7 separate regions of the Mus musculus genome follow, and regions 1, 2, 4, 5, 6 and 7 are each linked to region 3. A link is a contact called in public HiChIP or PLAC-seq and promoter capture Hi-C data. All regions are on one chromosome and are shown on one strand. Each heading gives the region's core, a stretch centred on a gene start, on an enhancer-like site or on the middle of the called end of the contact. The rest is flanking DNA. Distances are from core to core; before and after follow the strand shown.

Evidence for each region. Promoter capture Hi-C pulls out the DNA fragments that hold promoters and counts their contacts. HiChIP or PLAC-seq counts read pairs in DNA pulled down with a chosen protein or histone mark. Capture Hi-C pulls out chosen DNA fragments and counts their contacts.
Region 1: a contact with region 3 is called in a promoter capture Hi-C map of hippocampal neurons, with 4 times the contacts expected there. The contact joins the enhancer-like site here to the promoter of Tut7 in region 3. A contact is called at or near these places in 6 of 39 promoter capture datasets (the HPC-7 cell line, HPC-7-derived erythroid cells, cranial neural crest and 4 more), 6 of 484 Hi-C or Micro-C datasets (bone marrow-derived macrophages, cerebral cortex, embryonic retina and 3 more), 4 of 115 datasets of contacts at active chromatin or transcription factors (bone marrow-derived dendritic cells, extraembryonic endoderm stem cells, forebrain and 1 more) and 4 of 9 other capture datasets (adipose tissue, liver, macrophages and 1 more).
Region 2: a contact with region 3 is called in a promoter capture Hi-C map of second pharyngeal arch cranial neural crest. The contact joins the promoter of Dapk1 here to the promoter of Tut7 in region 3. A contact is called at or near these places in 16 of 39 promoter capture datasets (the 3T3-L1 cell line, 3T3-L1-derived adipocytes, the HPC-7 cell line and 10 more), 7 of 484 Hi-C or Micro-C datasets (Th1 cells, cumulus cells, liver and 3 more), 12 of 115 datasets of contacts at active chromatin or transcription factors (bone marrow-derived macrophages, craniofacial prominence, embryonic basal ganglia and 7 more) and 3 of 9 other capture datasets (adipose tissue, liver and pancreatic islet).
Region 4: a contact with region 3 is called in a promoter capture Hi-C map of the HPC-7 cell line. The contact joins the enhancer-like site here to the promoter of Tut7 in region 3. A contact is called at or near these places in 7 of 39 promoter capture datasets (the HPC-7 cell line, cranial neural crest, embryonic stem cells and 4 more), 1 of 484 Hi-C or Micro-C datasets (cerebral cortex), 2 of 115 datasets of contacts at active chromatin or transcription factors (SST interneurons and forebrain) and 1 of 9 other capture datasets (adipose tissue).
Region 5: a contact with region 3 is called in an H3K4me3 HiChIP or PLAC-seq map of bone marrow-derived macrophages, with 5 times the contacts expected there. The contact joins the enhancer-like site here to the promoter of Tut7 in region 3. A contact is called at or near these places in 1 of 39 promoter capture datasets (cranial neural crest), 2 of 484 Hi-C or Micro-C datasets (bone marrow-derived macrophages and liver), 5 of 115 datasets of contacts at active chromatin or transcription factors (bone marrow-derived macrophages, embryonic midbrain, embryonic stem cells and 1 more) and 1 of 9 other capture datasets (liver).
Region 6: an H3K4me3 HiChIP or PLAC-seq map of bone marrow-derived macrophages shows a contact between it and region 3, with 4 times the contacts expected there. The contact joins the enhancer-like site here to the promoter of Tut7 in region 3. A contact is called at or near these places in 3 of 39 promoter capture datasets (cranial neural crest, hippocampal neurons and liver), 2 of 115 datasets of contacts at active chromatin or transcription factors (bone marrow-derived macrophages and kidney) and 2 of 9 other capture datasets (adipose tissue and liver).
Region 7: a promoter capture Hi-C map of adipose tissue shows a contact between it and region 3. The contact joins the promoter of A530001N23Rik here to the promoter of Tut7 in region 3. A contact is called at or near these places in 5 of 39 promoter capture datasets (cranial neural crest, embryonic stem cells, liver and 2 more) and 1 of 9 other capture datasets (adipose tissue).

Annotation. Positions count from the first base shown.
Region 1 is chr13:60,677,774-60,681,611 of GRCm38.p6, reverse strand. All of the region lies in intron 2 of Dapk1 (death associated protein kinase 1), which reads right to left. Among named protein-coding and RNA genes, the nearest start is that of Gm35540, 6.3 kb to the left of the region's middle. Within about 2 kb of position 2,486, at least 13 of the 459 cell types and tissues checked have an H3K27ac peak or open chromatin away from gene starts, as enhancers often do. A contact at or near this core is called in cerebral cortex and hippocampal neurons, where this site is marked.
Region 2 is chr13:60,600,165-60,603,681 of GRCm38.p6, reverse strand. It overlaps Dapk1 (death associated protein kinase 1), which reads right to left and starts at 1,735. Exons shown (of 26, transcript NM_029653.3): 1 at 1,572-1,735; 2 at 1,086-1,257. The coding sequence starts at 1,147.
Region 3 is chr13:59,821,682-59,825,296 of GRCm38.p6, reverse strand. It overlaps Tut7 (terminal uridylyl transferase 7), which reads left to right and starts at 2,187. Exons shown (of 27, transcript NM_001373962.1): 1 at 2,187-2,664; 2 at 3,187-3,615. The coding sequence starts at 3,218.
Region 4 is chr13:60,693,939-60,697,752 of GRCm38.p6, reverse strand. Dapk1 (death associated protein kinase 1) reads right to left here. Exons shown (of 26, transcript NM_029653.3): 3 at 1,301-1,522. Among named protein-coding and RNA genes, the nearest start is that of Gm35540, 9.9 kb to the right of the region's middle. Within about 2 kb of position 1,937, at least 43 of the 459 cell types and tissues checked have an H3K27ac peak or open chromatin away from gene starts, as enhancers often do. A contact at or near this core is called in the HPC-7 cell line, SST interneurons, cerebral cortex and 1 more, where this site is marked.
Region 5 is chr13:60,618,089-60,621,773 of GRCm38.p6, reverse strand. The region is part of intron 2 of Dapk1 (death associated protein kinase 1); the gene reads right to left. Among named protein-coding and RNA genes, the nearest start is that of Dapk1, 18 kb to the right of the region's middle. Within about 2 kb of position 1,908, at least 54 of the 459 cell types and tissues checked have an H3K27ac peak or open chromatin away from gene starts, as enhancers often do. A contact at or near this core is called in bone marrow-derived macrophages and liver, where this site is marked.
Region 6 is chr13:60,642,533-60,646,370 of GRCm38.p6, reverse strand. The region is part of intron 2 of Dapk1 (death associated protein kinase 1); the gene reads right to left. Among named protein-coding and RNA genes, the nearest start is that of Gm35540, 42 kb to the left of the region's middle. Within about 2 kb of position 1,555, at least 35 of the 459 cell types and tissues checked have an H3K27ac peak or open chromatin away from gene starts, as enhancers often do. A contact at or near this core is called in adipose tissue and bone marrow-derived macrophages, where this site is marked.
Region 7 is chr13:60,506,831-60,510,844 of GRCm38.p6, reverse strand. It overlaps A530001N23Rik (a long non-coding RNA gene), which reads left to right and starts at 2,005. Exons shown (of 6, transcript XR_873556.3): 1 at 2,005-2,103.

The DNA.
Region 1 (3,838 bases), core at 1,237-3,736, 860 kb before region 3:
GAGGTAATGGTGATGTAACCACCTGCTGTGAGGTAATGGTGATGTAATCACTTGCTGTGAGGTAATAGTGATGTAACCACCTGCTGTGAGGTAATGGTGATGTAACCATCTGCTGTGAGGTAATGGTGATGTAATCACCTGCTGTGAGGTAATGGTGATGTAATCACCTGCTGTGAGGTAATGGTGATGTAACCACCTCCTGTGAGGTAATGGTGATGTAACCACCTGCTGTGAGGTAATGGTGATGTAACCACCTGCTGTGAGGTAATGGTGATGTAACCACCTGCTGTGAGGTAATGGTGATGTAACCACCTGCTGTGAGGTAATGGTGATGTAACCACCTGCTGTGAGGTAATGGTGATGTAACCACCTGCTGTGAGGTAATGGTGATGTAACCACCTCCTGTGAGGTAATGGTGATGTAACCACCTCCTGTGAGGTAATGGTGATATAATCACTTGCTGTGAGGTAATGGTGATGTAACCACCTGCTGTGAGGTAATGGTGATGTAATCACTTGCTGTGAGGTAATAGTGATGTAACCACCTGCTGTGAGGTAATGGTGATGTAACCACCTGCTGTGAGGTAATGGTGATGTAACCACCTGCTGTGAGGTAATGGTGATGTAACCACCTGCTGTGAGGTAATCATTCAGGAACAACATTTATTATGTACTGGAAAAATCCAAATACTGTTCTGCTGAGAATATCTCAAGTTAGAAAACCAGGCATCAGAAGCAAGACTTAACCAAGCCAAGGAGACAGAGGAGGGCCTAGCTTTCTTTCCATCCTTGTTAGGAAATTCTGCAGGCTGTGTCAGAGAAGCCTTCTTGCTTAGGAGCTCACGTTTAAGCCACTGTGCTGAATGTAGTGACTTGCAGAGCTATGAGCAGTACAAGAACTCCCAAACTTTGTACTTCCGGTAAAGGAGAACGTTTCCAGCTGTACCATGGATGAAAAACCCGAAACACAGAAGCAGGAACCTCAGCTTTCACCTCAGTAAACTCTAGTGCTGGCAGAGTGGGCAGTTCAGTCTTGGGCCGTGGAATCCCAAACCCAACTTAGTGTTGATGTCTGATTGACAGGCCCAGCCACTAAAGAGAACAATAATTGGGTAGGATTATTAGTTTTTATTATTTTTTATCACCATCATTACCGCCTTAGACTATTAAAAGGAAACAGGCACAGAGACAGCAGAAAGCCATGTATCAGGGGCACTGGAATCATATTTAGAATGTTGGACGTCAGTGCTGGGATGAAGGTCAGTGTGCAGAGTGCTTGCCTAGTATACACCAACCACAGCAGTGTGTACACAGAGCTCAGTGGTCATTTTAGCCCTTCAGAGTAGTGGAGGTAGGAGGGTGTGGCGTTCAAGATCATCCTGGGCCTCGAGTGGCCTTGTCTGAGAGAGAGAGAGAGAGAGAGAGAGAGAGAGAGAGAGAGAGAGAAAGAGAGAGAGACAGCAGACAAGCAGATACATAAATACAAACAAACATACATGCATACATGGATTGATACATACATACATAGACAGCACACAGATATATACACATATAAATATGCATACATGGATGGATGCATGCATGCACTGATAGATGGATATATAGAGATAAGTAGATGGATAGATAGATAGACAGACAGCTAGAATAGATAGATTACATACATACATACATACATTCATGCATAGACAGATATATAGAGAGGTGGATGGATGGATGGATGATAGGATGTGCAGCCACTATCTCACTGACTCAAAACAGTCAGTGACATCTGGATAAAATGGAATTGAAATCCGCACTTATTCACGTTCTGACTCCCTTAAACACATGCAGTTAAATCTCACACAACAAAACCCCTGAAACATCCCTCTTACTGTGAAGCTAATCCAGTATCTACACTGACCTATACAACGCCCCAGTAGTGTCAGTTATCTACTTAGAAAACTTGCCTAACCATATTGTCTCCATATCATTGTAGGAAAATGGAGGACAGCTATGCCGCCTTCGTCACCGGGACACACACACACACACACTTAAGTTTTAAGACAAACATCTATAAATGCAATGGCTTCAGGACAGAGCTGCCTGACAGAAATACACAATAAGCCACAAGCGCAGACGGTCTGTGCAGTTTAAAATTCTGTAGTCCCCGCTTCAGTAAAGCAAAAGAATACAGGCCAGACTAACTTCAATAACACATTTTATTCCAGTAAAATACCATCACTCACACATTTAGACACGATGAGATTTCTTTCTATTTTTATTTATTTATTTTTCTAGACAGGGTCTCATTAATGTCGTGCTTAGGTAAGCTAAGCTCACAGAGACCCATCTGCCTCAACCTCATGCACCGTCATGCCCTGCATTCTCCACCCCCACCCCCGTCCCTCTGTTGCACACTTAGCACTCACAGCACAGCCCAGTACAAGCACTCAGTGGCTACAAACAAGGAGCGGCTGTTGTGTACAGCAACACAGCCTGAAGCTAATTTTATAGCTATAATATAAAACTGGGACACAGCACAGTATTTATAGATGGGAAGTAGACGAGATCCTTCTGAGGTAGGAGGGATGTAAACCACAGCTAATTCAGCACCCTAATCACCAGATGGGAACTGGGAGGGTCTGGGAGGGCCAGGCTGTGCACCCAGGATAACGTTCCTTCAAATGTATGAAAATCAACGAAGGGAACAGAAGAGACAGTTTACAGGATGGGAGAGAATCTTCACCAGTTATAAAAATGACAGGGGACAATCATCTAGAGTATAACAAACTCAGAAATTAAAAACTAAAATATAAAACAGATCAAACAATCAACAAATGGGCAAATGAGCTAAACAGACCGCTCCCGAAAGTATAAATACCAGTGTCCGAGAAAGACTTGAGCATGTGTTCAACACCCTTCCCTGGCTGTCAAATGAAAACGACATTAAGATTCCATCTCATCCCAGTCAGAACGGCTATCACCAAAAACAAGTGGCCACAAATGCTAATGAAGATGTGGGCAAAAAGGAACCCTGATTCATTGCTGGTGGGAGTGTACGCCTGGGAGGCTACATTGAAAATCAGGATGGAGGCTCCTTAAAAAACGACTATTCCAGCAAGAGGCCGCAGCAGAGAAGGGCACTTGGTGCAAAACCTGCAACCTGAGCTTGATCCACCGTATGCACAGGACGGAAGTCGGGATGATTCCTGCCAGTTCTCCTCCGACCTCCACACGTTGACATGGCACACAGGCATGCATGCACACACATGCACATATACACAAACAGACTCACAAACACACACACAGCAACACCGCATAATTTTTTTTAAAAAGCTTCTATGTCAGTCCTGGGGACATCTCTCAAGGAATGCATAAGTCATCATGCCACATTATACCACAGAGACACTCGCGCAGCCACATTCTCAACTGCAATCATCACAGCAGCCAAATCACAGTACCAGCCTCGACACTCATCAACAGGTAAACGGAGAAAGAAATGGGGTGCATACATACAGAGGAGTTGTATTCAGCTATATTTTTTAAAAAAATGGAAAATTGGGTCACGGGCAGGAAAATGAAACTAGAGATCATGCTAAGCAAAATAAGACAGGCTCAGAAAGTCAAACATTTTATGCTCTCTCTCACGTGTAAAGTCTAAATGTGTGAGGTAGGGAGGAGGTGAGGGCCTGCATGAAAGTATGTGTTATATGCATGGCATGAAAGCAGAAGAGTGACTATGACAAAACAGAAAACCAATGTGGTGTCGGGGGGCTGGGAGGGGACAGAGAGTTAACTTTTTCAAGCCCTGTATGGCACTAAGACGGTTTCCTTTATAAATATATTCTGCCACCTTTCCT
Region 2 (3,517 bases), core at 486-2,985, 780 kb before region 3:
AGGCTCCACCGATGCCTCCAGGCTACACTGAACTTACACACATCCTGTACAGTAACTCTTTAGACCTCTCTCTTTCCTGGGCTGTCTGGATTATTACAAAGTTTTGGTTAGATATCTTTCAAAATCCTATTAGGTAATAGGTCTTCCCCCCCACCCCCACCCCCACCCCTTTTCAGTTCCCTGCCCATGAATTAAAAAAGAAGCTTGGTATGAGGCCATGGGGTATATATGGAAAAATACAAACTTCAATACACACTCTGTGTGAGTAATTGCAAGTACGTTTGTTTATAAGCCCGTTTGCCTGCTTCTGTCACAATGCCAATACACAAATTTCACAAGACAAATTTTAAATCTAGGTATGAACACTGGGCTCTCTGCGCACACAGCAGAGATCAATACACTCGGTGGGCTAATGGATACCCAGCACTCGTCAAGGGCTCCCAGTGAAATCTTCTTTGTGCACCTAGACACTGACACACTCTGCTCAGCATCGCACCCCCCACAGCGTGTTGGTACGCTCTGAATCTAGACAGCCGCCATAAATGACACCGAAGCCACCACTAACCAAGCCGGGAATTAAATTCCTGGTTGGAAGAAGTTTCAAAATCCAAGGCCAACATCTGGCAAGTTCCACGCCTGCCTACCAATCCTGGCTGGTGTTGCACTGAAAATTAGCACAAGGGGAGAGAATTGTTTAAGTGCCCATTAATTAACTTGTACGCCGCTTAAAACACACATGGGTGGTCCCTCCAGTTGCAGTTAGAATCTTTGCGTTTGCCTCATTGTCTCAAAAGGGTGAAGGCTGACAGGAGTTAGTAGTGCACACAATGAAGTCTGTTCTTATCCAGGGATTCTGACCATACCCTGTGCACAGTAACTGCACTGTGGGTTGCCTCTCCACCCCTCAGATCAGGCAGTTTATTCATGGTCCCTGGCTTTAGCTGGTTAGGCACCGGTTCCTCTGCTATCCGCCCATCTCAGAGAAGGGCCAGTCAGGGACATGCCCGGTTTAAGCAGCATCTGTTTATCGCGCAGTGCCCCCCACCACACACACACCGCGCGCTTCCGTCACCCCTTCCTGGTACCTGCCCAGTTCCTCGCCGGTGTCGTAGTAGTCGTCCACGTTTTCCTGCCTGAACACAGTCATGATAGACTGTCACGCCTCACCAAAGCCCAGGCCACTCCGGCTCCGCGGCCCGAACCATCCCCACCGCCGCCTCGCTGCTGCGAGCCCCTCATGCACCAAGCCGCAGACCTCTGAAAGACATGGGGAGAAGAATGAGACGGTAAACTCTAAAAAATCGGGGTCCCAGGGGCTGGGTCCCGATCTCGAGGCCTCCCGCGGGCAGGGGCCACGCGCCCTTTGTTAAGTCTAGGCTGGGGGACCCCCACACCCCGCATTGCCGCGCCCCAGCCCCGTGCCTGCGGTTCCCGGGCTCCTGCCTCCGCCTCCGGACAACGTGGGGACAGCTCGGGGAAGGGACACAAAGCGCCCTGCCCCGCCACCTGTTCCCCCGCCCGGCGCCCCGGCCGCCCTCCCGCTCCTCCCACTGCCTGCGGCGGCCACTCACCCGGTCCCGCAGCTGTCGCTTCGTGCGCCCTGAGCCCCGCGGCGGGTCCAGGTCCCCGGCAGCTCCGAGCGGCCTCCGCTCCTTGCGTCGGGCGCAGCTCGGCCCCGCGGGGACGCAGCCACCACCTCCTCCGCGCCCTCCTCCTCCGCTGCGCTCGCGGCTCCTCCCGGTCCGCGCTCCCGCCCCGCCGCGCGCACCCCGCACACACCCACTCGCCCGCACCGAGCGCGCGCCCCACCTGTGACTCGGCGCCCGGCTGCCCTCTGCCGCCCGCTTCGAAGAAGCCGGAGGCTTTCGTCCTCTCAGAGTGTGAACCCAAGGATCCGTGTGGGCCAGGCGACGTGCTCCGTGCCTGGAAAACCACAAAAAAAAAAAAAAAAAAAAAAAAAAAAATAGAGCAGAAATCAATAAAGTCCTGCCCCGGAGGCGCCCACACCCCGATGGAAACGATAGCAAACAAATAGCTTATAAATGAGGTCGCTCTGTTCTTCTGTGTTGACAACAAAAACCGAGAGAGGACAGCAGGGGCCTCATCAGAGGGGGCGTCTCCCGCCGCTTGTTTTGAGCTGAGATGTCTGAGATCCAGGGAGAAAAAGGTTGAACTATCACAGGCTGTCAGTACTGTGGTTGCTCAACTGAAACACAGCGAGTCCAGCTTGAGCTGTATTAAGCTTTCAATACACACCAGACACTGTTTAAGACTGTGTTAAAAAAAAAAAAAAAAAAAAAAAAAGAACGAAAATCGCCGTATGTGTGTCTTTATATTAGCTACATGTCAAAATGATGGTGCTTTGGACCTATCGGGTTAAATAAAACTTTATTAAAATAGTTACACTCGCTTTGTTTTGTTTGCTTGTTTGTTTTACAGTCAGAACAGTAGCCATTTACCTTGCATTGGATTGCTGAGGACTGGCCAGTCTGCGCAGACACTCTGGGTCCACCCGTGAAACCATTATGTCTCTCTCCCCGTGCTCCTGACTTAATAAAGTTCCTAAAGGGGATTCTATCCTGCTGCCTAGAATCGCCAAGGTTCATCCGTGAACCTGCCAAGAGTTCATATCCACACCACTGCTCAAACTCTCCATTCAACAGATATTTTCAACCGTGGAGGCTTGGGCCTAAAAGAACAAAGAGAAGCAAAAGAATGTATCAGATCCTAATCTTAACTCCGTCTCCAGCTAGGAGTGGTAGCACACACCTGTAATTCCAGCACATGGGTGAAGAAAACAGGAAGATCAGGAGCTTAAGGCCAGCCTCAGCTGTAGGAAAAGTTGAAGGTGAGGCTGGAGTACGCATCTCCAAACAAACACAAACAGCAAAAAGGTATTCCTAACGGCCCAAGGAAAGAGTCCAGCGGGCACGATAGAAGAAGGAGATTAGAATGTGCCACTGGCCTAAGTGCTAAGATGGAGAGTCAATACAAGAAGATCTTGAGAATTGACAAATACAATAAAAATAACAACAGCAACCAAAAACAACAACAACCAAATAAATAGAAGGGTGATTTACTTGGGAAGCATGCAAATAAATACATCTGCCAAAAAAAAAGAAGAAGAAGAAAGAAAGAAAAACACGGCGTAACTTATTTTCCAAGGCCACTGAAAGGGCTGGATCTACTCAGGGGCATTAGGGCTGATCAGAAGACATTTTTCTGGTGTCACGAAGAAGTAGGATGGAATTGAGAATTATAAATTTTCATCTAATATTCATGAGCCCATCTAGCAGCTGAACCGGCTTGGAGGTCTCACTCACTGGGATCTGCACTGACTCAGGCAAATCTTTTCGAAGCAGCAATTGTGATAGTTTAAAACAATGTCTTAGCGGGGAGTGGCGGTGCACGCCTTTAATCCCAGCACTCGGGAGGCAGAGGCAGGCAGATCTCTGAGTTCGAGGCCAGCCAGGTCTATAGAGTTCCAGAACAGCCAGGGCTACACAGAGAAACCCTG
Region 3 (3,615 bases), core at 938-3,437:
CTAACATATTGTCTATACACATGTGTATCTGTTGCCCCATAGAGGTCAGAAGAGGGCCATGGAACCCCTGGAACTGAAATTATGATCAGTAGTGAACTAGTATGTTGGGGCAAGAGTAATAAATTCTCAAAAACAACTGAGCCATATCTCCAGCACTCAACATGAACCTTAAGAGCAACTATTTAAAATAGGAAAAGACTACGGATATATATTGAAGAGAATGCATATAAAATATTCTAAATCCTTAGAACAGTGTGTGCTGTGTACTTCCTCTAGGGTTCTAGGAACCAAGGACTTACCTAAGCCAGGACTTCAGAGATTACTCACCTGGGTGTGGTGACGCGGCTTTGGCCCATCATAAATATAATGATGCATCGTCAGCTCCCTTTGGACTCGATGAAATGCCACTGTCTGCCTGGCAAACAGATTATTAGTTTGGCTCCGATGAATTTTCAGAACAAAAGACATCTACATAAGAGGCTATCACAAATGTTTTAAGAGTATGTTTCAAGTCACACAGAGCTGCTAAGAACACATGCTTCCCGCTGGTGAAGGTTTGGATTTCAATCAGGTCTCCTTAAGGGCCAAGCTTTGCCATTGGTTTTTCCCCTAGAGTACTTTCTAATGTACCTTCGTCCTTTCTGAAGGGTGTGTGTGTGTCCTTGTGTGTGTGTGTGTCTGTGTGTGGGCATGCAGGTGCTGGTGGAGTCCACTCGTGTCAGATCCCCTAGGAGACCAGTTATAGACAGCTGTGAGCAACCACCTTGGGTGATGGGAAGTGAAATTTGCTCCTCTGTAAAAGTAGCAAATCTTCTCACCCATTCCCTCAGCCCCCTCATTCTCTTAATACGTCTACATTGCTTGGTGGTCAGAGTCTGATACATGGAACTTTTACTGTCAGTGACAGGAACTCTCAAGTTATATTCAGAACAGCTACTAGCTGTGGGACCCTAGAGAAAGATGGCTTTCTGGGAAGGCTTGTCTGGCCTCAGTGGGAGAGGATGTGCCTTATGATACCAGGGTTGGGCAATGAAGTGGGGGGGGGACACCCTCTCAGAGGTGAAAGGAGGGGTCCTGGGGAAAGGAAGGGGGAGGGGGGAACCAGGATGCAGCATTTGGAATGTAAATACTTTTTTTTTTTTCCGAGACAGGGTTTCTCTGTGTAGCCCTGGCTGTCTTGGAACTCACTCTGTAGACCAGGCTAGCCTTGAACTCAGAAATCCCCAAACCCACACAGCAAGAGGAAACTGACAAAACAAGTTGGTTGTAGAATATCAACCATTTAGCTATGTCTCTTTTGCTTTTTAAATTTCAATTGTATTCCTTTCTTCCTGAACTAGTAGGATTGAGTTAGTATTTATTTACAGTTTTAAAGACAGTTTCTTGGAATAGCAAAGGCTGTATGCATTCTTCACTTTAAGACTGTTGGCTAAAGAACCCAATGGATTTAAATTTATACTTTGTAGAGGTAGAAATGAAAACTGCCTTATTTTTTCCAGCACTTCTATTCATTAGTTGCTTGAGGCTTTCAAGGCATGTAGGACACTTTAGATAACAATGAATGTTCAATTAGAAAAAAAAAAAGCAACTCTGTGTTGTTTGCTAAGTTTTTGTTTTTTGTTTTTTTGAGACAGGGTTTCTCTGTGTAGACGTAGCTGTCCTGGAACTCACTCTGTAGACCAGGCTGGCCTCGAACTCAGAAATCTGCCTCCCTCCAAGTGGGATTAAAGGCATGTGCCACCACTCTCCGGCTGTTTGCTAGTTCTTAAAGAAAAAAAAAAGTTGAATCTCTTTCTACCCCCAGGTCGAGCTTAATCCAGAGGTTTAGGCCGCTGAACTTCCTTCAAGGTCGTTCACAAGGCCCTCACTGAAACTTGGAGCCACTCGGAATTATAAAAAGACCCAGCTTCCCGAGCAGCCACAGAGGGGCGTCGGGGGAACCCGAAAGCACTGGGCGACGGATCTCGCAGGTAGCTAGGGAGCAACCCCGGACCTCTGCGCCCGCACCCGCGGCGCGCCCCCGGCGCTGGGAGGAACCTGGGCGGCGCGCGCTTCCGGTGCGCGCTTCCGGCCAGCCGCGGAGCGCGGGGCGGGGACACCGCAGTCTTCCAATCGCGCACAATGAGACGGCGCTGAGCGCCGGAAGTGGGGCTGAAGGAAAACACGGTGAGGAGCCGGGCCCGGACAGGAAGCGGCGGGGGACCGCAGCGGCGCTGGTGAGTGCTCCGGGGCGCCGTCTCGTCGCGTCCCTCCGGGACTCGCCTCCGGGCTGGGCCCGTGGGTTCCCCCCGCCCCCAGAAGCGTATCTGCCCGGCCCCGAGGTACGTTGGCGCCGTCCTTCTCCGGCCGCCTCGGCCCGGCTGTGCGCCCGGAGCCCTCGGGTTCGAGTCCGCGTCTTCACTTTGTGTCGGGGCTCCGGCCCTGGTCCGGGGAACCCCGGAACCCTGTCAATGGCCGGGCGCTTCCTGCTTCCTATTCCCCACGGCGGCTTCGTGGCCAGTAGCGCGGAACCGCCTCCTCCTTCGCCTGGGGACTCCGCTGGTGGAAACTGAGGCACACAGGGGTGGGGCAGCCGAATGGGGAAGGAAAAGGAGTGTCATCCTGCGGAGGATTGTGGTTGGTGACGAAACTGGACTTGTCTGGGGCTGGGGACTGAGAAGTCGGGTAAGTCAGCTGGCGTTGTCCCTTGGTCGGAAGCCTGGACCCTTAGAGCGGTACCTTAGTGGGAAGTGCTGTCCCTTCGCCCAGCGGTCGCGCCGGGTTGAAAAGCGAAGCTTAGAGTGGGGGCTGATCGAAACTGAAATCTGCTCACATAGTTTCGGCTACTTTGATACCTAAAAGTAATTGCCAACTTTAAAAAAAAGAAATAGATTTGGGAGTTTTGTAACAGTGTTGACTTAGGATGTTTACTTTGAAGAGAGGTGCTTTCGTTACATAGAAGTTACTTCTTTAGTTTCTGAGACTATAGAAGTGTCTTCAGATTTAGTCTTTGTATTAAATAAGGACCAGTTTTTATGAACACTGTAACTTCTGGAATGCATTAATTATTAGGAATGTGGTAACAATTTAATTTTTAAATGGGGGAAGATAAAGGCTTCAGGGCACCCGTGTGTTACTTTGAGTATTTGGTATGATATTATTTTACAATTTTGTTTTGTTCCCCCCTCCCCCAATGCCTTCTTTCAGGTACAAAGTAAGAAAGTTGAAGTCAAAGACCATGGGAGATACAGCAAAACCTTACTTTGTGAAGCGCACTAAAGACCGTGGAATTATTGATGATGATGATTTCAGAAGGGGCCATCCCCAACAAGATTATTTAATAATGGATGATTATGCTAAAGGCCATAGCAGTAAAATGGAAAAGGGCCTTCCAAAAAAGAAGATATCACCCGGGAACTATGGGAACACCCCCAGGAAAGGACTGTATGGGGTTTCCAGCAATCCATATGCATTTAAAAACCCAATTTACAGTCAGCCTGCTTGGATGAATGATAACCACAAAGATCAAAATAAAAAATGGCTATCTGATGAACTCGCTGGTAATGCAGACAGCTGGAGAGAGTTCAAGCCCGGACCTAGGATTCCTGTCATAAGCCGCTCAAGGAAGGAATCCTT
Region 4 (3,814 bases), core at 688-3,187, 870 kb before region 3:
CCAGAGATGGTCCCACCCACAAGGGGCCTTTCCCCCTTGATCACTAATTGAGAAAATGCCTTACAGTTGGATCTCATAGAGGCATTTCCTCAACTGAAGCTCTTTTCTCTGTGATAACTCCAGCTGTGTCAAGTTGACACAAAACTAGCCAGTACAGAGTATGTGTGCAAATCTCACGCTGAGTTAGGGAGGCAGGTCTCAGAGTTTACACATTGCTCCATTCTGTTGGCACATTTGGGGGTTAGGACGTGGAGATGGGTATGTTAGAAAGTAGCCCAAGGGACACTGGAGCTTTGTAGAGTGTGGGAAGAGCTGTGGGGCTGTCCTGAGTCACCTGACTATGCCTGTTAACTTTACCATAGCTGTGCAACCCTTCCTTTGGCATTATTTATGTGACTGGACAGGAATTCCCCCCAAACCACAAAAGGTTAAAGGAGTTGTATGCCCATCTAATTTATAGACAAGAAAGGGAGCAGTCAAACAGTGGGCAGGCACACCGGAACTTAGAAAACTCCAAGGAATTGAATGGGACTTGTGGTCCCTGAGGACCACCCCGGATCAGCTGTCAGGGCATGAGCTCCACCCATCCTGCTTTCCCCAAGTGGACATCCAAAATGCCTACAGAGACTCCCCGAGAACCCTCGACTGGCTTCTTCCTCTCTCTTGCAAGAGTGGGCTGCTGGCCTTGATCGCAATGGGTCCCCCCCCCCGCACCCCCCACCCCACACACACAGCACAGGCAGGCAGGGATCCAGGAAAGGGAGAGGCAGGAGGTAGAAACCAGAACTGGCTCAGAACAATGCTTATCAATCAGGCTGCCCACCACGACACCAGATGGGCAAGATGGAAAAGCAGCAGCATGCTTAAAGAGTCCCAGAATCACGTCTCAGCGTTCAGCTTCAACTCCATCCTTCCTGTAATTATCGCTGACAGCTCCACAGTTAAAAGCAGGGTGTGTGTGAAAGATTAAGAAGGAGGAGGAAGGAGAAACAAGAGAAAGGAGGATGGAATGAGAGAGGAAAAAGACAAGGAAAACGGTATGGTATACGCGTGAAGCTTACGGAGAAGCCCCTAAGTATGGCAAACAAAGATGAATTTCAGAGTGGGTGAGCCCCAAGACTCATGGACCCTCTGCAAATCAAGTGTTCCTTAGTTACTCGAAGCTGCATCTTTCAGGCAGCTCAGGCTCAGGCACACAGCTCAGTGCTTCTCTCAAGGATGGCTCAATTGGGATAACGATAGCCCATGCAGCCCCATGCCCTCCCCACGGTCTCTTCCAGACACCACAGGGAACACTCACAGCTCCAGGATCAGAATGACATCTGTCTTGTTCTCATAGACCTCATGCAGGGTGATGACATTTGGGTGCCGGATCTCCTTCAGGATGCTGACCTCCCGCTCGATGTCCTCCCGGCTCACGCCCCGCCGGCTGGACTTGGTCCTCCTTTTCTTGATGAACTTGGCCGCATACTGAAGACCGGTACTTTTCTCACGACATTTCTTCACAACTGCGAACTGTCCACTGGCAGAGAAAGATGGAACAGCATTTAAGGTTCACTGAAAGCAGGATCAGGGCAAGGACATAACATGGGGACACACGGACTGATCAGGGAAGTTCAAAAGTTTGACAATAAACAAGGGAGGTGGGCATACTGTGCATGGTGCAGCTTTACTGAGCCCATTCCCTCTGAGCAATGCCATAAAGAGTAAGGTTTTCTTCCTTCCTTCCTTCCTTCCTTCCTTCCTTCCTTCCTTCCTTCCTTTTCTTTTTTCTCTATTTCTTCCTTTCTTTCCTTTGACACATTTGATTAAATAGATAGCTAGCCAATCTGTCTATAATTTTTTTCCCTCCCAATTCAGGCACTCACACATGGCCTGTTTCAACAAACTCTTCTTCTGCATGTCTAGACACAGAACCAAGAAAAGAGGGAGGGGCGGAAAGAATAATATTGGTAGAGAACACACAAGAGTCTGCCTTCAGAGACATTCCTTGCATCAGTGCTAAATACCACAGCACCCAGAAAAACAAGATCCACAGTCCTCAGAACCAAAGGGCGGAGGAGCAATTTCTTTACCCTGTTCACCCTCCTCCCAGTCGAAATCCCTTTCCAGGGATCTCTGGGTTTCGGGGTTGCTGACTTCAACTCCAGGAACTGGATCATGGGATCTAGATTGAGCCAATCAGTGCACCGTATTCTTTTAACTCCAATGACAGACACATGGCCCATGTAAAACCTTTCAGACAATGGGGAGGCAGTCTTTATGAGACTCTCTTCACAGACACTGAACGATATATAAAACTCGAAAGTGGCTGAGCTATGTGGGATCAGTAGGGATCAGCTTGTGGTTTAAGGGAAACCACTGCCAGGCGTGCAGTGGAGGAAAGGAAACCAGGTCTGTGGGACACTGCAGAGTGGCTGAGTTGATGCTAGCCTGAAACTATGTAAGTGGACTTTTCAGTACTTAAGCATTCCGACTAAAGGCAGCTTGATCTGGGTTGTCTTTTTCCTGTAGATAGAAGCATCCTCAGTGTCACAGAACACACAACCAGATCTCATTCCCACGCATGGAGATCAGAAAGGAAGTTAGCAAGACAGCGAGTGGTTAGATAACAATGAGGCCATGCAATTACATGGCAATCCCTCGGAGGTACTGAGACACAGGAAGAAACATCTGGATCAATCCCCACCCTCTCCTTTCTTCTCTATTTACAAAGGGTCTGACCACCCCTCAGGCTGTGTACACTTCTGCGCACCTGCTGAAGAACATACATGAAAACAACAAGAAGAAACCTAAATGAAAGGTAATATTTTCATATTAGGAGAGGACAATTCATCACATTTAGCAGCAGAAGCCACTGAAGAAAACACACTCACACATACATACATACATATCACACACACACATATACACACTCACATACACATATATCCTACACATACACTCACACATACATACACATATACACAAACACATTCACACATACATACATACACATTTCACACATACACACACACACGTATACCTACACACATTCCACACATTCACACTCACATACATATACACATACTACACATACATACACATATACACACACATTACACACTCAAAGATACACACACTCACACCTGCATACACAAAACAAAGATTATTTTTGCAGCAACTTTTTTTGTTGTTTTGCATGATGGGTTAATCCTCATTTCCCTCTCCTGCAGCAGAACACTGGAGAGCCAGGATTGGCTGCTGTGAACTCGCTGGCTTAGAACCAAGACAGGATGTGACTATCTCAGTCACTTTACAGTTTCCCTGGGAATCCCACACCGGTTTCTGTTGCAAGGTAGATGGTAGCAGAGAGGAGCTCCCACAACCTGTATAGAGAGCAGGTTTACATCAGCTTGAGAGTTCAGAGAAGAGATGCCAAGTGGTCCTCACTTCACAACTACATCATCAGGCCCCACTAAGCATACTCAAAAGGATGCAGGATGGAGAGGTGAGCTGAGATAACCAATGACTATCCCAGAACCCCCAGAGGCTGGGCTGTGCGTGCCTCACACATGGACAGAGCGACTTGGATCCAGGATCAAGGCCCACTCTCTATTGATTCATGAAAAACTTCTGCAGAGGAGCCTCACCTCTAATTGGGAAGTTAGACGTTCTCGTGGATGTGGCTGCACTTCTCAATGTCCCAAGGTTAGGTAATGTCCAGGTAGGGTTAACCCTAAGGCCTATGATAGGACAGAACAGCAGCCAGTGCAGCCCAGCTAGAGCCCAAGGGCGAGGGAGGGTAAAGACATGCCCAGAGGCACCATGGGCA
Region 5 (3,685 bases), core at 659-3,158, 800 kb before region 3:
TTCCTGTCTTCCACAGCTTCATCATCACAGGAAGAGATGAGAAGAGTGGCAGGGGTCTGGAAAACTGCTATGTCCCCTGCTGTCCCTGTCCATCTTCCCAGATCTTCCAACAGCTCACAAGTGACACTTCCTTCCCGACTCCCTGGGAGCCTGCAAGGCTAATTCACACCTTGCCCTGCTGGCAAGACTCCCAAACCCTGAGCACCAGACTTTCCCAGCTCGCTCACAGTATCCTGCTAAGAAGCTCTTCTTCCTGAATACATCTTGGGGAGTCTCCCATGGAGCCCCATCAGTCCGCAATTACATCCTGTGCTTTCAGAACCTGCACACACCTTCCCAGAATCAATTAAAACTTACCAGGAAGAAATCAACTCAACCCTCAGATCTTCCTTTTTGACACCTCTGCTTCCAACATCATTAAAGGTAGTGTGGTTTGGCAGGACTGTGGGCCTGGCTAACGGCTGTGGGCTACAGGCTTACCACCACGTTCTCTGAAACCTGAAGGTATCCAGCTGTGCTGAAGAAAGGTGTGCCGCAGATGTGTGTGGCACATGAACATCAGAACAAGGAGCCCCCTTCCCCTTCTTCAATAAAAACAGGATTGGCCAAGTTGTAAAATTCCAAGGATTGGGAATTTAAGTGTATTATTTGAGTCATATGCTGAGAAAAGCCAATGTGTTTAGGGGATCCTAGGGAAGAATTCATCCACTGCCTGAACCAACCTCGTCAGCAGAGTGTTGAGCACTCACAAGCCAGGGCCCCCCCAGACAGTCTGAACAGGGAAGCAGGTACAAGCCTACTTTATGCTTTTGTAATTTGTTTTCAGAAACAGTTTCATTACAGTTCAGGATGGCCTGATCAGCACCAAGTACTCCATGGAACTTCCAGTGATTCCGGTCAGCACCCTTAGATTCATCCAATCTCAGGTCACACCTCGTACCATGTCATCAGGCCTGTAACAGCTGTAGAGCTATAGCTTCAGTCCAAAACTCCCTGATTATAGCAATTACTGTCTTATTTGTTACTTTCTGAAGTACTTCTCCTTGCAAGAGACTGGCTATAAATAACCTCTGACTCTGAGTATTGTTACCATCCTGACAGGAACTGAGACTTTCTAAAGAGAGAGATACTTGTATCCTCCTGGGTTATCAGACCATTGAGACAATGGATCCCAAGAATTGAAATTTTCCCCAGGAACCCTCATATGGTGAAAGGCTGAAGCCAGTTAAACCAATTGTCTCTCCTTCAATAGTATTTACAACCTGTCAGAGTACACAGAAGATTGTCATTAGGCAATGACATAGGCCAAGAGACCACAACTCAACCCACTCTGGTTTTCTGCTTAAACCTACTCAGGTCAGCCCTCAGGTCAGCCCTCCCCACAACAAGACAGACTGGTGACAGTAGAGTCACAGGATCTCTTTGTCCCTCTTCGAAAAACCATCACATCGAATGCATCTCCGTTTTCTGCTCACTGTAACTGGCATATTCAATTGGCTCACAGAGGCCTGGTGGCCCAAACTGTCATATAAGGGCTACCAGATCTCATGTTCTGGCCCCAGTGAATCCAGTAACAGTATCACGCACATATGTGTGTGCAAACACACACTTGCCCAAGAGAGTGGCGTGGGAGAGTTGGAGTCACACGGCAGTGCACACTGGCCTAGGAAGGCACTGCTTTGATGCTCAGAAATGACTTTGTGAAGACCGTGAGATATAAACTCAGTAAACCAGAAGCACAGGGGAGTTCAGGGTGTTGGCAGGACAGATACCCAGCACCTGCCCCAACAGAGAGAAGGACAACAGAGCAAGCCAGTCGTCATCCTTTCCCTGTTATCACTGGTAGACGCCCTTCCCTGGTTATCGTCCCTTCTCCACCCATCTGCCTGTTGTTCTCTTTTCCCTGCAAAGGGAATCACCCTGTTCCCTACGGGGACTTCCTGTTATGTGCAGCTGGTGTGTGTGGGGGGGGGGGGGGGGTAACAGACGGGAGAGTGGGATCAGGACAGAGACACATGATGGTATCTCTTCTCCAAAGTGGCATGAGCTGGTGGCCCCAGATCAGCAGACATGCCATCAACTCCCTGCACTGCCAGAGGGTGCCGTGTACATTTCACCACCCCAAGGTTCTGGATCACGGGGACAGAGTCATTTTCCCACAGCAGCACCCCTTCCTTTAACAGCCTTACACATTGGCCCCAGTACCTCAGGCCCTTGCCACCTCCCAAGCATCTCCAATCCACTTCTACAGAAAGAAGCCCCCCAGAGTCTTCTCAGTAGATCTGAAACAAGTGCTGGGCCCCAGGGGTCAGTCAGCAGGAAGCACACATCATCCTCCCCGCTCTCCCCCCACCTCCCCACCCCCACCCCCACCCCCTCCAGAAGCCCTCAGAATTGAGCAGGTTATCTTTAAAAGCTCCCCTGTGTGGAGCAGCTGAGGAAATAATGAGGCTGAGGTGTGGGGAGCTCCCCGTGGTTACCCCATCCCACTTGCTGGAAAGGTGGAAAGAAAGCAAAGAGTTATCTAGCTTTGACTGAAAACTGGGAAGCAGGCCTGAACAGCAACAGGAAGCCCACACCTGGCGATCAGGTTAAAAGCAGTTATAAAATAAGACCAATAAGCCCCACTGGGAGGGAGAGGTCTTAGAGTTGGATCAAGGAGATCCAGGGGCAACAGGCCAGCCCTGGTGAGGGGCTCAGAGTCCAGAGGCACACCTGCATTTGCAGGGAGCCCACCCTGGGCCCTTGCCTGGAGGGTGGCGGCATGCAGCAAGAGCTGGCCACACTCAGCCTCCGGCTGGCTGGAACCCAGTGAAGACAGAGAAGAAAGTGGGGCCAGAGACCTCAACCAGTTTCCACACAAGCACAAGGGCAGAATCTGGAGCTTGATCAGACAGTGTAGACACTTCGATAGTATCCAGCAGCAAGAGCCCAGTTTATCCATGCCCCTTCCCATGCAAGGAGGAGATACTGGAGATCCGTGAGAATCTAAACTGTCCCAAGGAGTGCTCTGTGCTGTCCTTGGGAATTCAACTGATGAGAGTTAAGAGCCTGAAGCCATGAGGAGCTAAGGTACCACGGCCACTGCAGGACAGAGGTAGCTGTCCCTAGGGGAACTGATCCAGGCTAATGGCAGCGAGGATGAGAGATCAGCATCAGCGGGCCTGGGGTGAGCAATAGGGCTCAACTCTGAATCTTAGCTCAGACACTTGGTTACTCTGGCAAACTGAATTACATCACCTCTTAGAGTCTTGGTTTAATGTGCCGGTGAAACAGAGGGCGAGCCGGCTAATTACTGTACACAGGCTGAACTTGCCCCTGCCTGTCTTATCAGAGAACAGTCACAGGCGTCCAGACACGGGTTCTCTGTGCACCTTCTGAACTCCGACCAGTGTTGAAACAGAAGCCAGGTGGCCCCGAACTCTTAAAATATTTATCTTCACAGAAAAACTTTGCCAAGCCTGAAACAGAAGATGCCCCAAGAGGCGCTGATCTGCGGGATTCAACTCGGCTGATGCTTGTGAAAAGGTGCTCCTGGTAGCTGCCCTGATAACTAAAAAAAAATACATTACTCTGGAGATAGTAGCCTCCCTGGTGTGGATTCGATGTCTCCACAGCGCACTCAGAGCTGGGCTTGCACCGGTGCAATCCCAGCTCTGATTCCCACCCAGACATTTGTGAATTG
Region 6 (3,838 bases), core at 306-2,805, 820 kb before region 3:
CAAGTCCTTTCCTGGTCATGAATTCTATATCTCATTCTTTCTCCTCTTCTTTGTATCCTTGCTACTCTGAACAATGGAAGATTAAAAAGAGGTATGTGTGTGTGTGTGTGTGTGTGTGTGTGTGTGTGTGTGTGTGTGTGTGTGTGATGTATAGTGCTAAGTGCTAAGACTCTATCAAATGGGACAGATAGGGTCTCCATTTTTCATGGGACTCATAGTTAGTTGGAAGATCATATAAACTGATAATCAGTGGCAGTATCATTAAATTAACTATATTTAATACAATTACTAATCATAGTGGCTAAAATGCACAAAATGTCAGCTAAGCGTCAGAGTCGGAGGTTGTGCCGATCAAAAAGACTTCCAGTCATTCAGTTCCTCACTGTGACATGTAAAAGTCAACACAACAAACGCTCCACAAAAGAGATGAGTCAAAGGGTAAAGCACTTGTGACACTAGCTCAAGGACTTGAGTGCAAATCCCCAGAACCCACATAAAACACAGCAGCACACATCTATAACCTCAGTCCTCCTACAGCAAAAGGGAAGGCTGACATAGAAAGCTTGCGGACCAGCTAAGCTGGTGTACTCAGTAGTATTCAACAAAGAAATCCTGTGTCAAGCAAGGCTGAAGGCAGAGACTGACAAACAAGGTTGTCCTCTGATCTCTATGCCCTGTGTGTATCCATAATGATACAGAGGAACATGTCGGTGCACACGTGCACAAAAGAAAACAGTCTGTCCAGTAGGATTTTGTGGGTCCCTTGCCTAGCTGTCCTGTTGCAACCTAATATCAGTAATATACAGGAGCAAGATTTCATCTTTCCCAAATTAGCTTTAAAATCAGACTGAGACGGTAGAATGGCAGCTGTTATGGGTTTGCAGCCATGGCGCTGAGCTGGTGCTCTGTGTGGAGTTTCATTTTAGGTGCATGATACAGTCCTGGGGAAGGAGGATGGCAACAACTACACAACAGGCCCACGGTTGGCTGCCCTGCTCATTGCTTCTCTTAGTGATTCTGTGATAAACATCAAGACCAAAAGCAACACAGGAAGAAGAAGAAGAAGGTTTCTATCAACTTACAACTCTCAGGTCACCCCCATCACTGAGGGAAGTCAGGACAGAAATTCAAAACCAGCAAGAACATGGAGACAGAAGCATCAGTGCAGAGACGGTGGAGGGGTGCTGCTCACTGGCTTGTCCCTCATGGCTTGCCTATCCTGCTCTCTTATACAGCCCAGGCCCACCTGCCCAGTGGTAGCACTGTCCACATCAATTATTAAGCAATAAAAATGCCCACAGGCCAACCTGCTGGGGTTGTTTTCATAATTGAGGTCCCCTCTTCTCAAATAACTCTAGCTTGTATCAAGATGACCCAAAAGTAACTAGGATATCATTTGATTACAACACCTGAAAAAGGCTGTTTCCAGAGGGAGGGGTTTATGTGACTCAAGGTTTGAGGGAACACGTTCGATCATGGCAGCGCAGGCATGGCAACGGGAGCATACTTGCTATGACTCCTTACCTCCTGATGTCTCCAGGGAAACAGGAAGCAGACACTGAACAGGAAGTGGGGAGGAGTGATAAGCCCCAAAGCCCAGTGTGACGTACTTCTTCCCACAAAGCTGCACTTTCCAAGGTTCCACAGCCTCACCAAACAGTACCTCCTGGGGACCTAAATACTCAAACACATAAGCCTGAGAGGAAATAACACAGGACCGAGACTACAGGCTTTGATTATCACCCACCCTATTTTGGAGCTGTTTCCCTATCATGGGTGTGGCTGGTACATTCTGTCTTCTTGCAAAACCCTTCCCTCTTCCGATATGGGATGTTTGGCAAGGTTCCAAAGGCTATCCCAGGTCCAGAGAGCCCCAGGAGCTACACTGAACCTACACAGGTTGGAATGGAGAGATTCCTGTAGGGCAGCACGGCCCTCCTGCTGGCCATCCTGGACAGGTTCGAGACTCCCGACCTGGCCTTGGAGGATGTGGGACCACTGTTAAAGGTCAGGCATACCCTCTACAGTATCACATCTCCCAGACAGGCTGAAAGCTGAGCTGGCCGGGCAGGTCTCCTCCTGGTTGTCTTTGAATTTGATCTTGGGTATCACAGGACCTCCTCACCCTGGCAGCAGAGATTATTGCAGAGTGTAGCTGCTCATCTAGATCCCAGCTGTGATGGCCACAGAGGTATCTGAGCCTTGCATCTGAGGTAAGCTAGACTCTCCTGTGTCCATCAGTCAAGCTCGCGACCCAGAGAAGACAGAAAACCGAATTGGTTATCTTCAGAGCGCCCTCCTCTCAGCTCTGCACAGTCAGTCTGGTTTGGTTACAGCATCTCCATGTCACCATATCAGGACCCAGTCTGCCCTGAAGAAGGTCATGGTGCTCACTGCTTTCTGATGCCTGAGCATTTCCTCTTTCACCTGCAGTTCTGGGAGTCTTGTTCCCAACCTTTCATTTCTCCCCAAGGCCAAGGAATAAAGGACAGTTTCCCCAGCACCTCTTTTCTGTGCTGTCCCTGGTAACAGGCTGTCAGGCTTTGTATTTTCAAGGATTTCATTATTAGCCACACAGACAAACCACAAAAGGGCCTTAAAAATCTGAATTAACAAGATGAGGTGTCTTAATTAGTTTTCCACTATGGAAACGGGATACCCAAGACTGGGTAATTTATTGAGAGAAGAAAATGATGGTTTGGTGTAGTGTCTAGATTCCTCTCTTACAGCTCGAGTGGCCTTCTCAGTCAAACCGTTCATGTTGCGAGCTGCTGGCGGCCGCAACAGTTTGGCTTCACGGTTCCAGAAGCCGAGATGGTGCCACGTGTTGCTGCAGACATACAAGAAAAGTGGAAAAGGAGAGAGGCATGTGTGAAGAGGAGAGACGCCTGAGACAGCTAACCTACTCATGTGAGAAAATTACTGAGCCAGTCAAGAGTTTTAAGGAGGTCAAATCATACCCACGATGGTACCAGCTTTAACAAAGACTTGTGGCTTCTCCACACTGCCTCCTGGTACAACAAGAGTGACAGGGAACAAGGCAGATGCAGGATCTCAGCAGCCTGGTCTTCAGGCCTACAGAGGAACTCATTCAACATCCACCCCCAGGTTAGCCTCCTACCCTCAGTGGTAGGGTATATATCAAACAACAACAACAACAAAACACCAAAGTCATATGTCCATATGTTTCCAAAAACACTCCCAGTAGACCGGGCAAACTGAATCATGGGAAAGATCTGCTCAGAAGGAGAAGAGAGGAATGATGGCATTAAAGCCTTTTCCCTTACACCAGAGACGTCCATTCTTAAATATCTCAAACCAGCCACCTGGGCAAGAAGTAATTTCACACAGTGGGGTGAATTTGCAAAGGGATACTCTTCACCACCTCCTGTAGAGCCTCAACTTTGTTGGCAGCTCCTCCAAAGCAGATCCAAACAGAGCCTAAAACATATATGGGGGACCCAGGCTGGGAACAGACCTATACACCAGATCTTACCCTCATGTCTACCAGGAGTAAAGTCTTCACTGCGCCCCCTAGGGATGAGGAGGACCCTGGCTCAGAGGGTGCAATAATGACTCAGAACACTGCCTGCTTGTCTCCAGAGTGAGGGGTAATCTGTCTGAAAAAAATCTATGCGTGTGCATGCTCTACCCTAGGGGTAGAGGCCAGAAAGCAACCTTGGTTTTCTTTCCTCAGGCACTATCTACCTTTTTACTTCTTTTTTTTTTTTTTTTTTTTTTTTTTGTGTGTTCAGGTTTCATCTTTTAATTAGCTCCATAAAGGACATCCTAAACACATCAGACACAACAGAATACTTTTCTTCCAGTATTAAAAAAT
Region 7 (4,014 bases), core at 756-3,255, 690 kb before region 3:
CCAGTAAGGGTCGGGTCATAGGCAGCTCGTAGGCATTCTACTTTAGTTTTTAAACACATTCTGATTTGTGCGCTCTTGGTGCGGTTCTCCACATGACTATTGGACTCCGGGTCGGGTTGTGGGTATCACTCGGCAGTGTGCAAACATGTGGGGGAGGTTTGTGTGTGTGAGAGGAGCCTTCTAGATAGCAAGGGCAAGAGAAAAAGCGAGACCAAGGCTGGAAGGAGAAATGGTAATTAACTCCCATTGTACCCTGTGTCAAGCTATTATTCTAACATAATGTATATTTTACCTCGTGAGTAGGAATCGGGATTTTTGTTCAAAACCACTTTTCTTATTTTAAATGGTGAATTTTATGTATCATTAAATCCATTCTTGTATAAAATCAGAGCTATTTTAAGTTTTTTTTTTTAATTTTTTTATTTCTTCCTGAGTTCTGAGGAAAGGGAGAACTGAACACCAGCAACATCTTTTTAGAACACTGGTTCTCAACCTTCCTAAAGCTGTGACCCTTTTGTATAGTTCCTCATGCTGTGGTGACCACCCTCAACCATAAAATTATTTTCATTGCTACTCCATAAATTTGCTACTGTTTGAAACAGAATGTAAACATCTCTGTTTCCTGATGGTCATCGGTGACTTGTGAAAGGGTCATTCAACCCCAAAGGGGTCGGGACACACAGGTTGAGAACTGCTGTTCTTGAAGCACCAAGCCATGGAGGGAGGTGCTAGCAGCACAGGATGTTTGAGAAGAGCGGACTAGGGGCTGCAGAACTGGCTCTGCTGTCAGGAACACTCGCTGTTCTCGAGGAGGACCCAGATTCAGTTCCTAGCACCCACACAGCAGCTCACAACAATCCATAGCTTCAGTTGGAGGGATCAAATGTCATCTGACCTTGCCAGGCACTGTACTCTATGGTCCACACAAACCTTCACAGGCAAACAAACACACATACACCTAAATGGATGCTTTTTTTTTTTTTTTTAAGTGAAAGCGGAACAGATTAGCTCCCTCTTTCCCAGGCCCCTTTTCATCGTACCTCATTGACAGATTCTACCAGGCAAGGATAGACTGTGTATGGGGCCCTAGTATGCCTGCATTGGTGCTAAGCACATGGGGGGGGGGGGGGTGTTTCTGATCATTATTTCCTCAAATCGTCAGTATGGCAACTTTTTTGCACAGAGTTTACGTTGCATTTGGTATTGAAGGTAACTTAGAGAGTACACTGGAAAGTCAGGGTCGGGGGGAGGGCATATGAGGATTCTTCACCATCCTAGGAGGCATGTTAATGATCTCAAATTTTGGTATCTGTGGGGAGCCTTGGAACACACACATACACACACACACACACACACACACACACCGTATCAACCAGCTGGAGAGATGTCTTGGAAACAATTCTAAAAGCTAGCTGTTACACACGGTTCTGTGACCACCTGTGCCTTTCACCCCTTATTTCTTTTCTTTTCTTTGCTTGTTTGTTTGTTTGTTTTGTTTTGTTTTTTGCATGTCTGTCTCATCGCCTCTTCGGGTGGTTTCTATGTTGTCACAGAAGAGATGCGTCCACGGAATTAAATGGAGAGAGTCTGATGTAGATATCATTTACTAAGATCTTTAATCAATATTTTCTGATTCAAGTTTTTGTAAAGGCCACGCAAGAGACGTTTTATCATAGCCTTCCCTTGATCATGTGATCGTCAAAGAGCTGAGAGGGCTGGCAACTCGATGAAGGGCATACAGCTGGCAGAAGGCTGAGCCAAGATTTGCATCTGATTCTAGAGCTCGTGTTCCACCCATTGGTCATAGGCCAAACACTGCTGTCTTTCCTTTGTAAATTGTTTCTTTCTATATATTTGTCTATTATTGAGGTATCTATTCTAATTATGAGATTACTGGAGTAATGATCTCATGGCCCAGTGACCCATTATGGTTTGCAATGAAGTGCACTTAAATCCTTCACCCAATAGAAAGCTCAGCATCTCCTGAGACCCTGCCTTCTAGGGAGCTCTCAAGGCAGCTGGGCAGGAAGCTGGGTAAGCCTTCGTGCCTCCTGGCAGAGCCTGCACCTCGTCGGAAACGGAACAGCACGGTTCAGATTTGGGGTGAGCACTTTTCCTTAACAGCTATATCAGGGCTTAATTGATCTTGTCTTATTGGTCACCAGTTGCAATCGGTTAGATTCGGATCCTTCACATGGAAATCCTATGGAGCCTGGTCTTCAGAAACAAACAAACAAACGAACAAACGAAACCAAAACAAGAAAGCCCAAGACAATTAAAAGTCTAAGATAGAAAGTGGGGATTTCCAAGTGTCCCACCAGAATTGGATTGACATTCACATATCTGAGCTCCTCTGCCCGTTCCCACAACAATTAGTAGCTATTTACTGTGTTGTGTGATATTTTTATGGTTCTCTTAAAATCTGTTTCAGGCTTAGGTTCAGACTGGTTTCCAAGGACTTGCCTAACCTCTGCAGTTTGTGGATGATTGTGTAATACTGACTTGGTCACGATTGTGAAATAATATGAAATATTAGCCAAATATTTCTTTTCTTTTTTTTTAAATAAATAACTTGCCCTAATTAAGGGCTTTCAAGTTTTTTAAGCTCACTATGAATTAGAATCATCTGGGAAGCCGAACAGGCTCGCCCTATGCCCTCAGCCCAGATGGAATCCATCAGTGCTTCTGGGACCTGTCTGAGCATCTTGTTTGTGTGGGATTTTCGTGCAAAGGATACAAAGGCAAAGAGTAAAGAGAAATATTGGGGTTTGAGTTTGAACAGGCTGGCAGAGCAGAGGAGAGGACGCAGACAGGAGATCCATCACGAGACAGTCTGAGGGGGCAGTGGGGGAACTCAGAGGGCAAAGGAGAAAGCCAGAGAGAAATGATGAAGACAAATGATGAAGACTACTTATCTCAGGCTCCTGGAGAGTCTCCTAGACTAATGCGCACAAACTCGTGCTTCTGAGATTAGTGGCCACATAGAACACTGGATAGCTTTACAGATGTCTTTATGGTGTGATAGATATAGAATGTCTGCCTCCACTGTCCTCCTTTGCCCAAATCCTTGACACTTCATTCAACTCCCCAGAGCGTAGATGACATTCTTAGCAAGCAAGCAAGGGAGGGAAGGAGAGTCCTGAGTTTTGGTGGTGGGAAGGGAATGTTCAGAAGAGAAAACAGGCCTCCAGCATTTGCTTACTCTGTGAATTTTGATGAATGTCTCTATCAAGATTATTTAATGCCCAGCAAAGTGGAGTGAGAAACTGTAGAGACCATATCTAGAGGTTAGGCAAGGCCCCTGGTTAGGGGATGGGGCCATCCACTCATCTCCAAATTTTTAACCCAGAATTGTTCCTGTCTAAAGGAAATACAGGGGCAAAGTGTGGAGCAGAGGCTGAAGGAAAGGTCATCCAGAGACTGTCCCACCAGGGGATCCATCCATATACAGACACCAAACCTAGTAACTATTGCTGATACCAGGAAGTGCTTGCTAACAGGAGCCTGATATAGCTCTTTCCTGAGAGGCTCTGCCAGAGCTTGACAAATACAGATGTTGATGCCCAAAACCAACGATTGGACTGAGCAAGGGGACCCCAATGGAGGAGTTAGGGAAAGGACTAAAGGAGCTGAAGGTGTTTGAAACCCCATAAGAAGAACAACAGTGTCAACCAACCAGACCCCCCCCCCCCAGAGCTCCCAGTGACTAAACCACCAACCAAAGAGTATGCATGGAGGAACCCATGGCTCCAGCTGCACCTGTAGCAGAGGGAGGCCTTATCTAATCAATGGGAGGAGAGGCCCTTGGTCCTGTGAAGGCTGGTACCTCAGTGTAGGGGATGCCATGGAAGAGAGATGAGAGTGCGTGGGTGGATGGGAAGGGGAGCACCCTCATAGAAGCAGAGGGAGGGGAGGTGGGATAGGGGGTTTGAGGAAGGGAAACCAGAAAAGGGGATAACATTTGAAATGTAAATAAATAAAATATCCAATAAAAAATGGACAAAAAGACTACTT